Regions from separate parts of the Sus scrofa genome. Here region 1 is linked to region 2. A link is a contact called in public HiChIP or PLAC-seq data. All regions are on one chromosome and are shown on one strand. Each heading gives the region's core, a stretch centred on a gene start, on an enhancer-like site or on the middle of the called end of the contact. The rest is flanking DNA. Distances are from core to core; before and after follow the strand shown.

Region 1 (4,485 bases), core at 629-3,128, 180 kb after region 2:
TCTCTATTTAGCCAGACATTAAAGAGCTCACAGAAATGCAAGACAGTGCCATTGTCACTAATTCTTTTTTCTTTTTATGACCACACCTGTAGAATACGGAAGTTACCAGGCTAGGGCTGGAATTAGAGCTGCAGCTGCAACCTATGCTGCAGCTTATGGCAATGCTGAATCCTTAACCCACTGAGCCACAATGGGAATTCCTTCACTATTTTTTTGTTTTGTTTTAGAAAATGTTTTATATAAAATTATACATTTATTTTAAAATGAATTAACAAGTTAGAAATTTTACAGTTTAATTCCTAATATGGTAATATTTTTAGATTTAACCCACATTTAAAAAAAAAAAATCTCTTTGGTTCCTCAGTTGTATTTCTCTCCTTTTTTTTGGCTGCCCTGTGGCATAAGGAGTTTGGATTTGAGCCACTGCAGAGGTGCCTGGGATCAAACCTGTGTCCCATTGTTGAAAAGACGCCACCAATCCTGATGTGTCACAGTGGGAACCCCTGGTTCCTTAGTGTAAGAGTGCAAAGCAGTTTGTTTTTTGTTTTTGTTTGTTTGTTTGTTTTTTTGGCTGCCCCTATGGCATGGGAAAGTTCCTGGGCCAGGGATTGAACCCATGCAGTAGCAGTGACAGCATTGGATCCTTAACCCATGGCACAACCAGGGAACTCCAATAAAACTGTAGAAAGTTGGAGAACTGTTGAAATAGTGCATGGAGCCTGTGAGGCAGTGTCCATAGTTCTTTTTCTCTGAGTTAGCTCCATATAAGAAAAGGATAAACGTAGAAAGTAAAAACACTATCAACTGAAGGGGAGAAAATTTTCGTCAATCATATATCCCATAAAGGACTTATATCCATAATAACTAAAGAACTCTTAACAATTCAGTAACAAAAAGATAACAATTAAAAATGGGCAGGAAGAGAGTTCCTGGGTGGCTCAACTGGTTAAGGATCCGACATTGTTACTGCTATGGCTCTGGTTGCTGCTGTGGTGTGGGTTCAATCCCTAGCCCAGGAATATTTGCATGCTCTAGGAGTGGCAAAAAAAAAAAGGAATTTGAGTAGACATTTCTCTAAAGGTACACAAATAGCTGCTAAAAACAAGTGTTGGTGACCTAGTTGAGAAGTTGGAACCCTCATACTGGTGGGACTATAAAATGGTTCAGTCACTTTGGAAAACAGTCTGAGAGTTTTTCATTTTAAACATAGAATTGCCTTATGACCTAGCAACTTCTAGGTATATACCTAAGAAAAAGAAAAGACAAAACGAACTCCTCTTAAAAGCTGGAAATAGGAGTTCCTGCTGTGACACAGTTGGTTAGGTATCCGGTGTTGCCATAGCTATGGTAAAGGTCACAGCTGTGGTTGGGATTCTATCCCTGACCAGGGAACTCCCATATGCTGAAGGTGCGGCCAAAAAAAAAAAAAAAATTGGAAATAATCTTTGGAGTTCCCATTGTGGCTCAGCGAGTTAGGGTTAAGATTCTGGCTTGTATCCACGAGTATGCGGGTTCAGTCCCTGGTTGCTTCTTCAGTGGGTTAAGGATCTAGTATTTCCGCAAGCTGTGGCATAGGTCACGGATGTGGCTCATATCTAGTGTTGCTGCGTCTGTTGTGTAGGCAGGCAGCTGCAGCTCTAGGCCAGAAACTTCCATATGCCCCAGGTGTGGCCCTAAAAAGAAAAACAACTAGAAATAATCCAGATGTTCATCAACTGATGAATAAATAAAATGATGAGATATCCATACAATGGAATATTTGGTAATAGAAAACATAATGCTATGTAATAAAACGTGAACTTTGAGAACACGCAAAGTGAAAGTCAGAAACAAAACTAAGTGTATGATATTTCCATGAAATACCCGCATATCTGTGGAAACTAAGTTGGTGGTTGCCTGGGGCTAGAGGAGTTGGGAAATGGGAATGACTTAATCAGTATGGGTTTCTATTTGAGAAGATAAAAAAATTTTTTTAAATCTATTGTTATAATGAACATACTAAATTTAAGCCATTGAATTTTACACTTTAAATAGGTGATTTGTATGGTATGTGATTATGTCTCAGTAAAGCCATTATTAAAAACAAAAGGTCTGAAGTTCTCTGGAGGTGCAGTCAGTGGGTTTAAGGATCTGACATGGTCATTGCTGTAGCTCAGGTCACTGCTGTGGTATCGGTTTTATCCTTGCCTGGGAACTTCTGCTTGCTGTGGAAGCAGCCAAATTATACAAATACACGTATAATGTATCCTATCTCCATACTTTTAGCCACTTGTACAGAGAGGAAAGTTGTTATTTTAGCTGTGCACTACTATTAGAAAAACAGTTAATAGAACAGATGCTGGAGATAGTTCCTCAGTAACATTTTCACCTTATTCAAAAATTAGTGGCATCTAGTTCACAATTTCTTTTTTGTCTTTTTAGGGCTGTACCTACAGCATGTAGAGGTTCCCTGGCTAGGGGTCGAATCGGAGCTGTAGCTGCTAGCCTACACCACAGTGACAGCAATGCCAGATCTGAGCCACGTCTTTGACATACATACACCACAGCTCACAGCAACCCCGGATCCTTAGCCCACTGAGCAAGGCCGGGGATTGAACCTGTGTCCTCATGGATACTCGGGTTTGTTAACCACTGGGCCATGACAGGAACTCCCAGTTCAAAATTTTTTTCTGATTTTTGAACCCATTCAAAATAGTATATGTTGGTGTATAACTCTATACTCCATGCGGTTGAGTTATTTTTCTGGTTTTTAAAATTGTGCAAATCAAAGAAGTTCCCAATGTCCTACTAATAATAAACGTGCATGCCTTGGGAGCTAGTTCAGCTTTTGTTCTGCTCTTGATTCGGTGCCCATCCTACTCCCCGTTAACATCACCATTATCTTCTTCCCGAAGAATGGTAATGGGATTACACTTTATTCTAAAGACAAAAGCTGGATTTTGATAGTTTCTTAGTGTTTTGGGGACATGTAAGGATGACATTGGCTGTTCTTTTGCTGTAACGAAGCAGAGTTCTGACATCATTCCATTACAAGTGGGCACTGGAAACTTGCCGCAAGTTTTCTTCAAGTAGTCTCTTTCTCTGATCTGGCAACAGAGTCAGGAAATAATAATAAAACTCCATTCTGTATGGAAGCTCAGTCTCCTTGTGGATACTAGAATTTTCCTTTGCTCTACAGCAGTTTGGTAACCAGGCCACAAAACAAAAACGAAAACAACAATTTCATGCTCTTGATTACCTAGCTGGTTCATAGCTGTGATGGTGAATGCCTTTTTATTGTGGGAATTAAATGTGACCTTCAACAGAGGATACTCTTGGCCATTTTGGTTTAAACCCCCCCCATTTTTTTCTCTGCCCCAAGGCATATGGAGTTCCAGGCCAGGGATCAGATCTGAACAGCAATCACAACCTAAGCTGCAGCTGTGGCAACGTTGGATCTCTAACCCACAGTGCTGGGCCGGGGATTGAACCTGCGACCGGCACTCCCGAGATGCCACTGATCCCATTGTGCCACGGTGGAAACTTCTACCTTCCTTTTTAATTAATTCAGTTGATTATTATCTATATAGATTGTTTTTGTTTTAAGGCCGCACCCTCGGGATATGGAGGTTCTATATTAGGCTGGGGGTCTAATCAATGCTACAGCTGCTGGCCTATACCACAGCTCACAGCAACACCAGATCCATAATCCACTGAGCGAGGCCAGGGATGGAACCCAAAACCTCATGGATACTAATTGGGTTTGTTAACTGCTAAGCCACTACAAGAACTCCTATATAGATTGTTTTATGAACATTTAACTATATCCTTGTTGAGAGGAAAACATTTAGGGTAGTAAGACATTCTGAAAAGAGCCAGCTGTGGTTTCTCCTGGATTCTAATTGGACAGTAGGCGGATTTGTGTATTATATTTTTCATTGTGAAGTAGGGTGATCTGTTACTTAACAAGGAATGACAATTAATGAGTACCATAGTAGATGCTCAGATTTGTGTGTGTGTGTGTTTTTTTTTTTTTAAGGGCGGCACCTACGACATATGGAAGTTCCCAGGCGAGGGGTCAAATTGGAGCTGTAGCTGCCAACCTTCACCACAGCCACGGCAACACGGGATCCAGGCTGTGTCTGACCTGCACCACAGCTTATGGCAACGCCACATCCTTAACCAACTGAGCAAGGCCAGGGATGGAACCCACACCTTCATGGATACTAGTCAGGTTTGTTACTGCTGACCCATGACAGAACAACCCCCCCTCCCCCCCCGTGCGCTTTAGCATCTGATCCAGCATCCTTTGCATGGATTCTTTAATTTGTGGTAAACCCCCCAAGTGTCTGTGGATAGAATTTTTGGGGTTCCATGAACTTGGATGGGCAAAAGTATGTTCACTAATCTCTAAGTGAAATTGAGTCTATCCTTCTATTATGAACATAGGGAAGAAACCACACTAGCAGTATTCAGGAACAGCTTTGTTACTAGGACAGAAATATT
Region 2 (4,694 bases), core at 392-2,891:
TTTGCCCTCAATCTACAAGTATGTTTAGTATCTTCCAGCCTAAAAACAAAAAATAATACCCAACTCCTTTAACTATTTTAAATGACTTTCTTACTCAGTTGAAAGTCTTAAAATAGTGGCCTATATTTTAACTCCATTCTAACTTCAACACACAACAGTAAGAATTTTACTATTGGAAGTTCCCATCATGGCACAATGGAAACGATTCCAACCAGGAATCATGAGGTTGAGGGTTCGATCCCTGGCCTTGCTCAGTGGGTTAAGGATCTAGCACTGCCGTGAGCGGTGGTGTAGGTCACAGACACAGCTCAGATCCAGTGTTGCTGTGACATTGCTATGGCTGTGTTGTAGGCAAGCAGCTGTAGCTCTGATTAGACCCCTAGCCTGGGAACCTCCATATGCCAAAAAAAGAAAAAAAAAAGAAAAAAAAGAAAAAAAGAAAGAATTTTACTGTTACTCTTACAATATGGTACTAAGATAAGTAATATCCTGTTAATAACTGACACAATAATAGTCACATATTAAATCCTTATCTTTCTTTGACACTATTGGCCATTATCGTCTTACTTAAAAACTCTATTGACTTATAACGTCCATTTCCACCTCATTTTTTTCTAGTTCTCTTCCTACTTTCTAGACTTTGAATGCCTTCCTCCATTTGTTGCATGGCACTGCATTCCAGAATTTTAACTGTCTTCTTTCCCTCTACAAGGTCCAAGTGCCCACAGTTTTATCTCTGTTTCTGTATATAAATATTTATCTCTAGCTCTAGAGCTGTAGCTCCAACTGCTTACTGAAACTCTCCATCTGGCAGGCCTTTAGGAACCTCAAAGTGAACATACCCTAAACAGATTTTCCCTTAAAACTGTTAATCCTCATGCATTCCCCGCTTTGGTGAACACTACCACCAACCGACTGCCCACATCAGATACCTGAAATTTATGTCAGACAAGTCCCATTCCCTCATCACCCTCCTCCCAACATCTAAAACCCTAACCATTTTACCACATTAGTATTTTTCATAACTGTCACTCTCTCCATCGCTCTTTGAGGTTTTCTTCAGTTATGAGCTATACAATCTCACAGTCCTCCTAATCAGTCCAAGTGCCTTCTGCCTAAGGACCCCATCCACTCACCCCCAATTCATTATTCATATTGCTAAGAACAAGAAATTGCTAACAGCCATTTTGCTAAAATGAAAATCTTACTTTTACTCCCCCTGCGTAAAACTACTTTACTGCCTACACAATGGATTCCAAATCTCTAATCATGGCAGAGGGGCCCTCCAGCTTTATCTCTTTCCAGCTCTTTATACTCCTGAATCCAGCCCCATCTAGCACCAAGCTAAACTTTGCCTAGGCTAGTTTCTCTTTCTTGTTTGCTCTCAACTCCTACTTACCAATGTCCCTGTCCTCCTCCCTCCTCACTCCCTTCTCTGCCACTTCACCAAATCTACATGACAAACTTTTTCTGTTCCTTCTTTAAGACCCAGTTTAAGAAATTCTCCTATGGGGGTTCCCAATCTGGCTCAGTGGTAACAAACCCAGCTAGTATCCATGAGAATGCAGGTTCAATCCCTGGGCTAGCTCAGTGGGTTAAAGACACGGCATTGCCATGAGCTGTAGCGTAGGTTGCAGACATGGCTCAGATCCCAAGTCACTGTGGCTATGGCATAAGCTGGCACCTACGCCTTCGATTTGACCCATAGCCTGGGAACTTCATATGCCATGGGTGTGGCCCTAAAAAGACAAAAAAGGAATTCTCCTCTGTAAAGTATGCCTAATCATCCAAAACAGAGAACATTATAAATCAACTATATGCCAATAAAAATTTTTTAAAAAATAAGGGAAAAAAAGAGGCAATTATCTTCCATGCTACCTTCGTACCTAGAAGGTAAAAATTTTAATGATTTATAACACTATATACAATTACATTTTTACTTGTCAGTTGCCCATTAAGACCATGCGTCCCCCAATTTTACATGAAATAACTAAAATCTCCATCTTACAAATTAGTTTCATTTCATTAAAGTACAATGTCTTCCCCTCACCCCACATCCCCCAAGTACCTGACTTCCTTGTTTTATGGAAACAGAAAATGAAAAGTACTAAGAGCTTAGGACCTGGGTGCCTCAGATGGCAGGAAAGGCATTCAACAACTCAACTTCAACATACACAGAGCATCATTATGCGTCAGATGCTAAATATCTACAGAAGAATAAAATACGGTGCCAAACTTCAAACAGCATTAATTCAGTAGAACAGAAAAATACTGAAGCACATAATAGCAATTAAACTAGAAGTGCCATTATGAAGAAGAAAACAAAGGGCTAAAAGGGCACATTAGAGCAATTAATGTACCCAAGACATTGGGATGGCACTGAAAAAAAAAAAAAAAAATGAAGTGGCAAATGAAGTTGCAAGTTTATTTTTGGTCAGGATGCCTGCCAGTCATTTAAAGAGAATCTGTTCCATCTATATGCTTCCCCTGTCCCCAACAGATGAAGGTTAAGGACCTGACTCAAAAACAATTCATGAGTTCCTGTCATGGCTCAGTAGAAACAAATCTGATCCAGCGTTGCTATGAGCTATGGTGTAGGTCACAGACACAGCTTGGATCTGACATTGTGGTGGCTGTGGCATAGGCTGGTGGCTACAGCTCCAATTCAACCCGAGAACCTCCATGTGCCATGGGTGCGGTCCTAAAAAGACCTCAAAAAAATAAATAAATAATTAAGAAAAAAATTCATACATTTGCCTTCAAACCTCAACTAGAATTAAGACTAAAAAAAATCACATTGTCAGAAATATGAACTATGAAATTCTAAATACTGTTGGAGGATGAGCTGAAGGGTTATAATGTAGAGCTAGATTTGATGGCCATGTTAACAAAATCTGAGTTAAGAGTGAGCAGAAATTCTGAGTAGCAAGTTAGAATCAGAACAGACAAAAGAACTTAGGGAGTTCTCTTGTGGCACCTTTTTATTTTTTTTCTAATTTTTGTTTTTTGTCTTTTTAGGGCTGCACCCGTGGCATATGGAGGTTCCCAGGCTATCAAGAAGAAAAATCAAGAAGAAACAGATCAACTGAACAGACGGACTGCTTGAAAGGAAATTGAATATGTAATAAACACACTCCCTACAAACAAAAGTCCAGGACCAGATGGCTTCGCAAGCAAATTCTACCAAACATACAAAGAGGAACTTATACCCATCCTCCTTAAACTTTTCCAAAAGGTTGAAGATGAAGGAACACCCCCAAAGACATTCTATGACAGCACCATCACCCTAATACCAAAACCAGACAAAGATACTACCAAAAAAGAAAACTATAGGTCAGTATCTCTGATGAATATAGATGCAAAAATTATCAACAAAATTTTAGCCAACCAAATCCAACAACATATAAAAAGATTATATGGAGTTCCCGTCGTGGCGCACCAGTGGTTAATGAATCCGACTAGGAACCATGAGGTTGCAGGTTCGATCCCTGCCCTTGCTCAGTGGGTTGATGATCCAACGTTGCCATTAGCTGTGGTGTAGGTCGCAGACGTGGCTCGGATCCCGAGTTGCTGTGGCTCTGGCGTAGGCTGGCAGCTACAGTTCTGATTAGACCCCTAGCCTGGGAATCTCCATATGCCACGGGAGCGGCCCAAGAAATGGCAAAAAGACAAAAAAATAGAAATAAAAAAATAAATAAAAAGATCATACACCATGACCAACTGGGATTCATGCCATGTTCACAAGGATGGTTCAACATATGCAAATCAATCAATGTTACACACCACATTAACCAAAGAAAAGTCAAAAACCAATGATCATCTCAATAGATGCAGAAAAAGCATTTGACAAAATCCAACATCCATTCATGGTAAAAACTCTTATCAAAGTGGGTATAAAGGGAACACACCTTAACATAATAAAAGCCATTTATGACAAACCCACAGCCAATATAATACTCAATGGAGAAAAGCTGAAAGCCTTCCCACTAAAATCTGGAGCAAGACAAGGATGCCCATTCTCACCACTTTCATTCAACATGGTATTGGAAGTCCTAGCCATAGCAATCAGACAAATAAAACAAATAGAAACAAAGAAATAAAGAAAATAAAGAAATAAAAGGTATCCAAATTGGAAGAGAAGAGGTAAAATTGTCATTGTATGCAGATGACATGACACTATATGCAGAAAACCCTAAGGACTCAACCTCAAAACTACTTGAACTGATCAACGAATTCAGCAAAGTAGCAGGATATAAGATTAACATTCAGAAACGAGTCACATTTCTATATACTAACAATGAAATATTAGAAAAGGAATACAAAAATACAATACCTTTTAAAATTGTACCCCAAAAATCAAATACCTGGGAATAAACCTGACCAAGGAGATCAAAGACTCATATGCTGAGAACTATAAAACATTAATCAAGTTAATTAAAGAGGATGCAAAGAAATGGAAAGATATCCCATGCTCCTGGATTGGACAAATTAATATTGTAAAAATGTCCATACTACCCAAAGCAATCTACAGATGCAATGCAATCCCTATCAAATTACCCATGACATTTTTCACAGAACTAGAACAAACAATCCAAAAATTTATATGGAACCACAAAAAAGACCCAGAATTGCCAAAGCAATCCTGAGGAACAAAAACCAAGCAGGAGGCATAACTCTCCCAGACTTCAGGCAAT

What was found. HiChIP or PLAC-seq counts read pairs in DNA pulled down with a chosen protein or histone mark.
Region 1: an H3K27ac HiChIP or PLAC-seq map of alveolar macrophages shows a contact between it and region 2. The contact joins two enhancer-like sites. A contact is called at or near these places in 1 of 47 Hi-C or Micro-C datasets (epiblast stem cells) and 1 of 2 datasets of contacts at active chromatin or transcription factors (alveolar macrophages).

The regions. Positions count from the first base shown.
Region 1 is chr2:27,777,858-27,782,342 of Sscrofa11.1, forward strand. All of the region lies in intron 1 of CSTF3 (cleavage stimulation factor, 3' pre-RNA, subunit 3, 77kDa), which reads left to right. Among named protein-coding and RNA genes, the nearest start is that of CSTF3, 11 kb to the left of the region's middle. Within about 2 kb of position 1,879, at least 3 of the 83 cell types and tissues checked have an H3K27ac peak or open chromatin away from gene starts, as enhancers often do. A contact at or near this core is called in alveolar macrophages, where this site is marked.
Region 2 is chr2:27,596,935-27,601,628 of Sscrofa11.1, forward strand. All of the region lies in intron 3 of HIPK3 (homeodomain-interacting protein kinase 3), which reads right to left. Among named protein-coding and RNA genes, the nearest start is that of HIPK3, 87 kb to the right of the region's middle. Within about 2 kb of position 1,642, at least 2 of the 83 cell types and tissues checked have an H3K27ac peak or open chromatin away from gene starts, as enhancers often do. A contact at or near this core is called in alveolar macrophages, where this site is marked.